Regions from separate parts of the Triticum aestivum genome. Here region 1 is linked to region 2. Evidence: chromatin contacts called from public Hi-C data. All regions are on one chromosome and are shown on one strand. Each heading gives the region's core, a stretch centred on a gene start, on an enhancer-like site or on the middle of the called end of the contact. The rest is flanking DNA. Distances are from core to core; before and after follow the strand shown. Region 1 holds the start of LOC123147944 (CBL-interacting protein kinase 25). Region 2 holds the start of LOC123146925 (peroxidase P7).

What was found. Hi-C and Micro-C count contacts between places; a contact is called where the count stands out from the background.
Region 1: a Hi-C map of leaf shows a contact between it and region 2, with 4 times the contacts expected there. The contact joins the promoter of LOC123147944 here to the promoter of LOC123146925 in region 2. A contact is called at or near these places in 2 of 5 Hi-C or Micro-C datasets (both in leaf).

The regions. Positions count from the first base shown.
Region 1 is chr7A:519,973,137-519,975,836 of IWGSC CS RefSeq v2.1, forward strand. It overlaps LOC123147944 (CBL-interacting protein kinase 25), which reads right to left and starts at 1,292. Exons shown (of 1, transcript XM_044567277.1): 1 at 1-1,292. The coding sequence starts at 1,208.
Region 2 is chr7A:519,293,151-519,295,850 of IWGSC CS RefSeq v2.1, forward strand. LOC123146925 (peroxidase P7) reads left to right here and starts at 1,355. Exons shown (of 2, transcript XM_044566183.1): 1 at 1,355-1,700; 2 at 1,797-2,691. The coding sequence starts at 1,476. The coding sequence ends at 2,549.

The DNA.
Region 1 (2,700 bases), core at 42-2,541, 680 kb after region 2:
TGCCCGGCGATCTCCTCCAGCTTCTTGATGATGGTGTTCACTGGCGCGCTGGACACGAAACGCAACTGCTCGCCGCGCTCCTCGAACAGCCCGGACAGATCGAAGCTTGGCGAGGAGGCGATAATGTCGAACGCGTTCATACTCTTGATCCGTCTTATACGCGGCTCAGGGGCACAGGCTGCAGCAATGTGCATCTTCTCCAGATTTACAAGCGACGGTGCTGAAACCGAGGTGTGCATGCCGCCGCCATCGCCATGAGCCACCGGAGAGGAAGAGCCGGAGGATGATGAAGACATGGCAGTCTCGTCCTCGGAGTCAGAGTCACAGAGATCAGGCTCTTCGGAGCCATCAAGGCTGCGCAGGCAGTCCTTGTTGTCGATATAGAAACTTATTTCCTTGAAGCCCTTCTTGAACCAATCTGTTTCCTTGATTTGCAGTAGTGTGATCCGGTGCGCTGGGTTTGGTTGGAGGAGGCGGCGTACTATGCGTACCAGTTCGGGGCTGAAGGTGCGTGGGCAGCGGTAGTCACCGCGGCAGATTGTCCTGTATAGCGTGATGAAGTCGTCGTCGCGGAAGGGCTTGCGGCCGGCGGCGAGCACGAAGAGGACGATGCCGCAGGACCAGGCGTCCGCCTTGGCACCATCGTAGCCCCGGCGCGCGAACACCTCCGGAGGGACGTACAGGGGCGTGCCGCAGACGGTGTGGAGGAGCGCCTCCCGGCGAGCCGTGTCGGCGTGGGCGGACAGCCCGAAGTCGGCGACCTTGAGATTGCCGTGCTCGTCGACGAGGAGGTTGTCGGGCTTGATGTCGCGATGGTACACGCCCTGCGCGTGGCAGAAGGTGAGTGCCGAGACGAGCTGCTGGAAGATGCGGCGCGTCTCGTCCTCCTTGAGGCCGCCGTTGGCGGGGATGTGGCGGTAGAGCGGGCCACCGCGGACGTACTCCATGACGACGAAGATACGGGACTTGCACGCCATCACCTTGTGCAGCTGCACGATGTTGGGGTGCCGCAGCCGGCGCATCACGGCGATCTCGCGCTTGATCTGTTGAACGGCGCCCAACTTGATGAGCTTCTCCTTGTCCATCACCTTGATTGCCACCTCCTCCTTCGTATCCATGTGCCGCGCCAGGTAGACCTTGGCGAAATTACCCTCGCCGAGCAGCTTCACCTGCTCGTAGCGGGCAGGGAGCTTTGGCCGATCCCCCATGGCGCCGTCGCCGCTTCTTGGGCGGGCGTTCGAAGTTTTCTGTCCTGGAGTATTTGGGTGGAGGCGAGTAGAGGATTGGGGGATCCGCCGAACTAAATAGGAAGTCTTTAGGGCTGACCGGTTTACTGGGGAAAAAATCAGTCCAAGCCTCAGTACACCTCCCACGCAGGCCCCTGTGCGGGATTTCTTAGATCGCTCTCTTGCACGAATCTCGAGGAAACTGGCATATTCTATTCCACCTAGGGAATTCCATGAGGCTACACGAGAGTTGTTTGTGTATGCAGGGCGCTGATAAGAATTTGAGTGTGTTTGCCCCTAGGTTTGTTTTGATTCTTTGCACCGCTCCAAACTACCTACAATTCTAAGATAATCTAATATAACCGGGACGACTGTATACAACAAGCTAAAATTGAACGAGAAGAAACACATTGCTTGGAGATGACGAGGTCCTCTTGCACGAACAAATCATGAAGGAATGGAGAATGCCGGCTCAGGAGAAGAAAAGACCGACGTCGATGAAAAGGTACACCATCACCAAATTATGGGCCCTATGCAACACAACCATCCAGATCCATTGTCGAAGAAGGCCACTGCCTCCTCGCCTGGCTCGAAAGGCGATGCACCGTCATAGATGGACATGTTCACCCTAGAACCTGGACGAGTGTCGCCGAAAGGCAGCCATAGGAGAGGAACAAGGCACATTTGACATGTCATCGACTACTCCACCTAAAGCAGATTACCGCTGATGCCAATGGACCGGGCACTCGAAAGAGAAAGTTGTCGGATTGGACGAAGAAGGATAATAGCTTGGGTCCACGGAAAGCATTAAGATCTAAAGGGGTAGTGTTGATATGTCTCCAATATATCTATAATTTTTTATTATTCAATGCTATTATAGCATCAATCTTGGATATTTTATATACATTTTCAAGCAATTATATATCATTTCTTGAGACTAACCTATTAACTTAGTGCCCAGTGTCAGTTGTTGTTTTTTGCTTGTTTTTGGTTTTTTAGAATATCAGTACCAAACGAAATCCAAATGCCACGAAACTTTTTAGAGATTTTTTTTTGACAATAAAAGACTGAGGGAGTCCTGGATTAGGGGGTGTTCGGGTAGCCGGACTATACCTTCAGCCGGACTCCTGGACTATGAAGATACAAGATTGAAGACTTCGTCCCGTGTCCGGATGGGACTTTCCTTGGCGTGGAAGGCAAGCTTGGCGATGCGGATATTTAAGATCTCCTACCATTGTAACCGACTCTATGTAACCCTAACCCTATCCGGTGTCTATATAAACCGGAGGGTTGTAGTCCGTAGGCAATCAACTCCATATACAACAATCATACCGTAGGCTAGCTTCTAGGGTTTAGCCTCCTTGATCTCGTGGTAGATTTACTCTTGTACTACCCATATCATCAGTATTAATCAAGTAGGACGTAGGGTTTTACCTCCATCAAGAGGGCCCGAACCTGGGTAAAACATCGTGTT
Region 2 (2,700 bases), core at 105-2,604:
GGTACTTGGATTATCCTATTGATCTCATCACGTTACTTAAATAATTTATTGGGTTATTGATTATTATTTTGGGATTGAGTTGGAGGAACCTTCTCAATATTTTCAACCAATTTTGTAGTTAAATAAAATATATTCCTTTGCAGTAGGGAAAAATTGGCTTTTCGCAAAACTATAACCATAGAGCTTTTCCACCAGCCAAATATGCATGTGGTGATAGCCTTTATTCATCATTCTCCTATGGTGTGAATTTGCTAGTACATTCAATGTACTCACCCTTTGTGGGTGCAACGTCTCATGTTGCAGGACTTCTTACGACGAGTAAGTGATACGTTAGGGTTACGATTTCTACACTCAACTTTGCCGTTGGTGTTGATGGGAATTCACAACATTTGTTACTTCCGCTATTTGGATTGAGATAATAGTATTTACGTTATTTTATACATGTGATTTACCTCTGTTATAAATTCTCGAGTACTGTGTGTGTCAGCATACTGATCCAGGAATGACACTTAAGCACAGAGACTTGACCTTCTGAGGTCGGGTCGCTACAAACAAAGAATCAATTGCGCGATGCTCCATGAAGATGATCGTGTCGTGTTATGCAAGGCCAAAAACTCCACCACCAACAAGATACAGAATGAGGCCACCAACTTGGCCGGCCTCCTTCAATTGGCCAATGAGCACCATGAGAAAGATTCGCAACAATATTGAAGAGAATGGACGACAAAGGATCTCTATGTTTTCTGGTCTACAAACAATGACCAATGTCAGCATTCACACCAATGCTATCACTGCAAAAAAAATAAAAATTCCACTGTCATCATTTTGCCTGGAAGCCTTTTATGCACACGGCTTGGGCAGAAAATGTCATTTTACTTTGTCATAAGCTTTTCCCAGATTCTCCTTGAAGATAATTCCATCATGCTTCGTAAAGTTCATATATTCATGCGTGCGTAATAGCAGAAAGTCAGCGAATGATTGGTTCTAGTCTAGAAACCAATCAGACCCTCCTTATTATATTGGTCTTGCCTGAAATCGGAGTCTTGTTATTTAGAGAGCAAGAAACTCGTGCGAATGGCCATAAGATTCAAACTAACGAATCCCGCCAGCAGCATCAGGTACAGTGCATGCATATATATTAATATTGTACAGTTTGTTTGCCAATTCCCTCTCTTATTTTCCACTTCTTCCGGCCGGTCCTGACTCCTGACCCCGTCGGAATTCTCCTCCGCAAGCACGAGGCAGCATGCAGACCGGAGACCACGCGGATCGAAGCAGTACGCACGTCACGTACGTACTCCCAAGCTATATAAGCACGCTTCCATTCCATGCTCCATCGCACTCATCACCGCGACCTGCTAGCAATTAACCAAGCTAAGCACCTTGCTTCGAGAACTACAGCTGTTGGCATAGTTTCCTCACACGTCACAAGAGTATATTCTGATCAGGTGATCGGCCCGTTGGCATCACAAGCCATGGCGTCCTCCAAGGGCTCCTGGGCCGCGCTTGCATTGCTCCTCTTTGCTGCTGTCGCATCCACGGCCGTCAACGGCGACCACAAGCTCTCCGCCAGGTACTACGACGAGACGTGCCCCAACGTGCAGCGCGTCGTGCGGGCGGTCATGGCGTACAAGGTCGCCAGCGAGCCGGCGGTGGCGCCCGCCCTCCTCCGCCTCTTCTTCCACGACTGCTTCGTCAACGTACGTACCGAAATACCTATACAGCGCTGCACTCATGTCTTGTTCTCCTGCTAATCCGTAGCTAATTACGATGTGCAAAACGTTACATTCCGGCAGGGATGCGATGGGTCCGTCCTCCTCGACGGCACGCACTTCTCCGAGAGCGAGAAGGACGCGCTGCCGAACGCTTCCCTCCGAGGCTTCGAGGTGATCGACGAGATCAAGTCCGTGCTGGAGCACGACTGCCCGGCCACCGTCTCCTGCGCCGACGTGCTCGCCCTGGCGTCCCGGGACGCCGTCGCCATGCTCGGAGGGCCCGCCTGGAGCATGCCTCTCGGCCGCATGGACTCTCGCACCGCCGACAGGGACGCCGCCGAGAACCTCCCCAGCCCACACGACAACTACACGTCGCTCGTCTCGACGTTCAGGGAGCGCGGCCTCGACGCCCGCGACATGACCGCGCTCTCCGGCGCGCACACCGTAGGGATGGCCAGCTGCGTGAACTACAGGGCCCGCGTCTACGGCAGCGACGGCGACACCAACATCGATCCCTCCTTCGCGGAGACCAGGCGGCAGTCGTGCCCCGCCGGCGACAATGAGGATGGTGGCATGGCGCCGTTTGACGAGCAGACGCCGATGACATTCGACAACGCCTACTACAAAGATCTGATCGCGCGGCGTGGCCTCCTCAGCTCCGACCAAGCACTCTACGGCTCCGGCGGGCGGCAGGACGATCTTGTGGAGATGTACAGCAGGGACGGTAAGAAGTTCGCCAAGGACTTCGCCAAGGCCATGGTAAAGATGGGGAACATACGCCCGTCCAAGGGGACCACGGTGGAGGTCAGGCTCAATTGCAAGATGGTCAACTAGCGATGATCTAATGATTTGCTCTCAAGACGTACGTCAAGTGCAGTCCCCTCGTTTTTTGGTTTAATTTGTGTTTTCTGGGTCAAGTTTGTCAAATAAATTGTAAATGTATTCTTTCATTCATTCATTAGTTTGCCAAAAATCATCTGCTCTC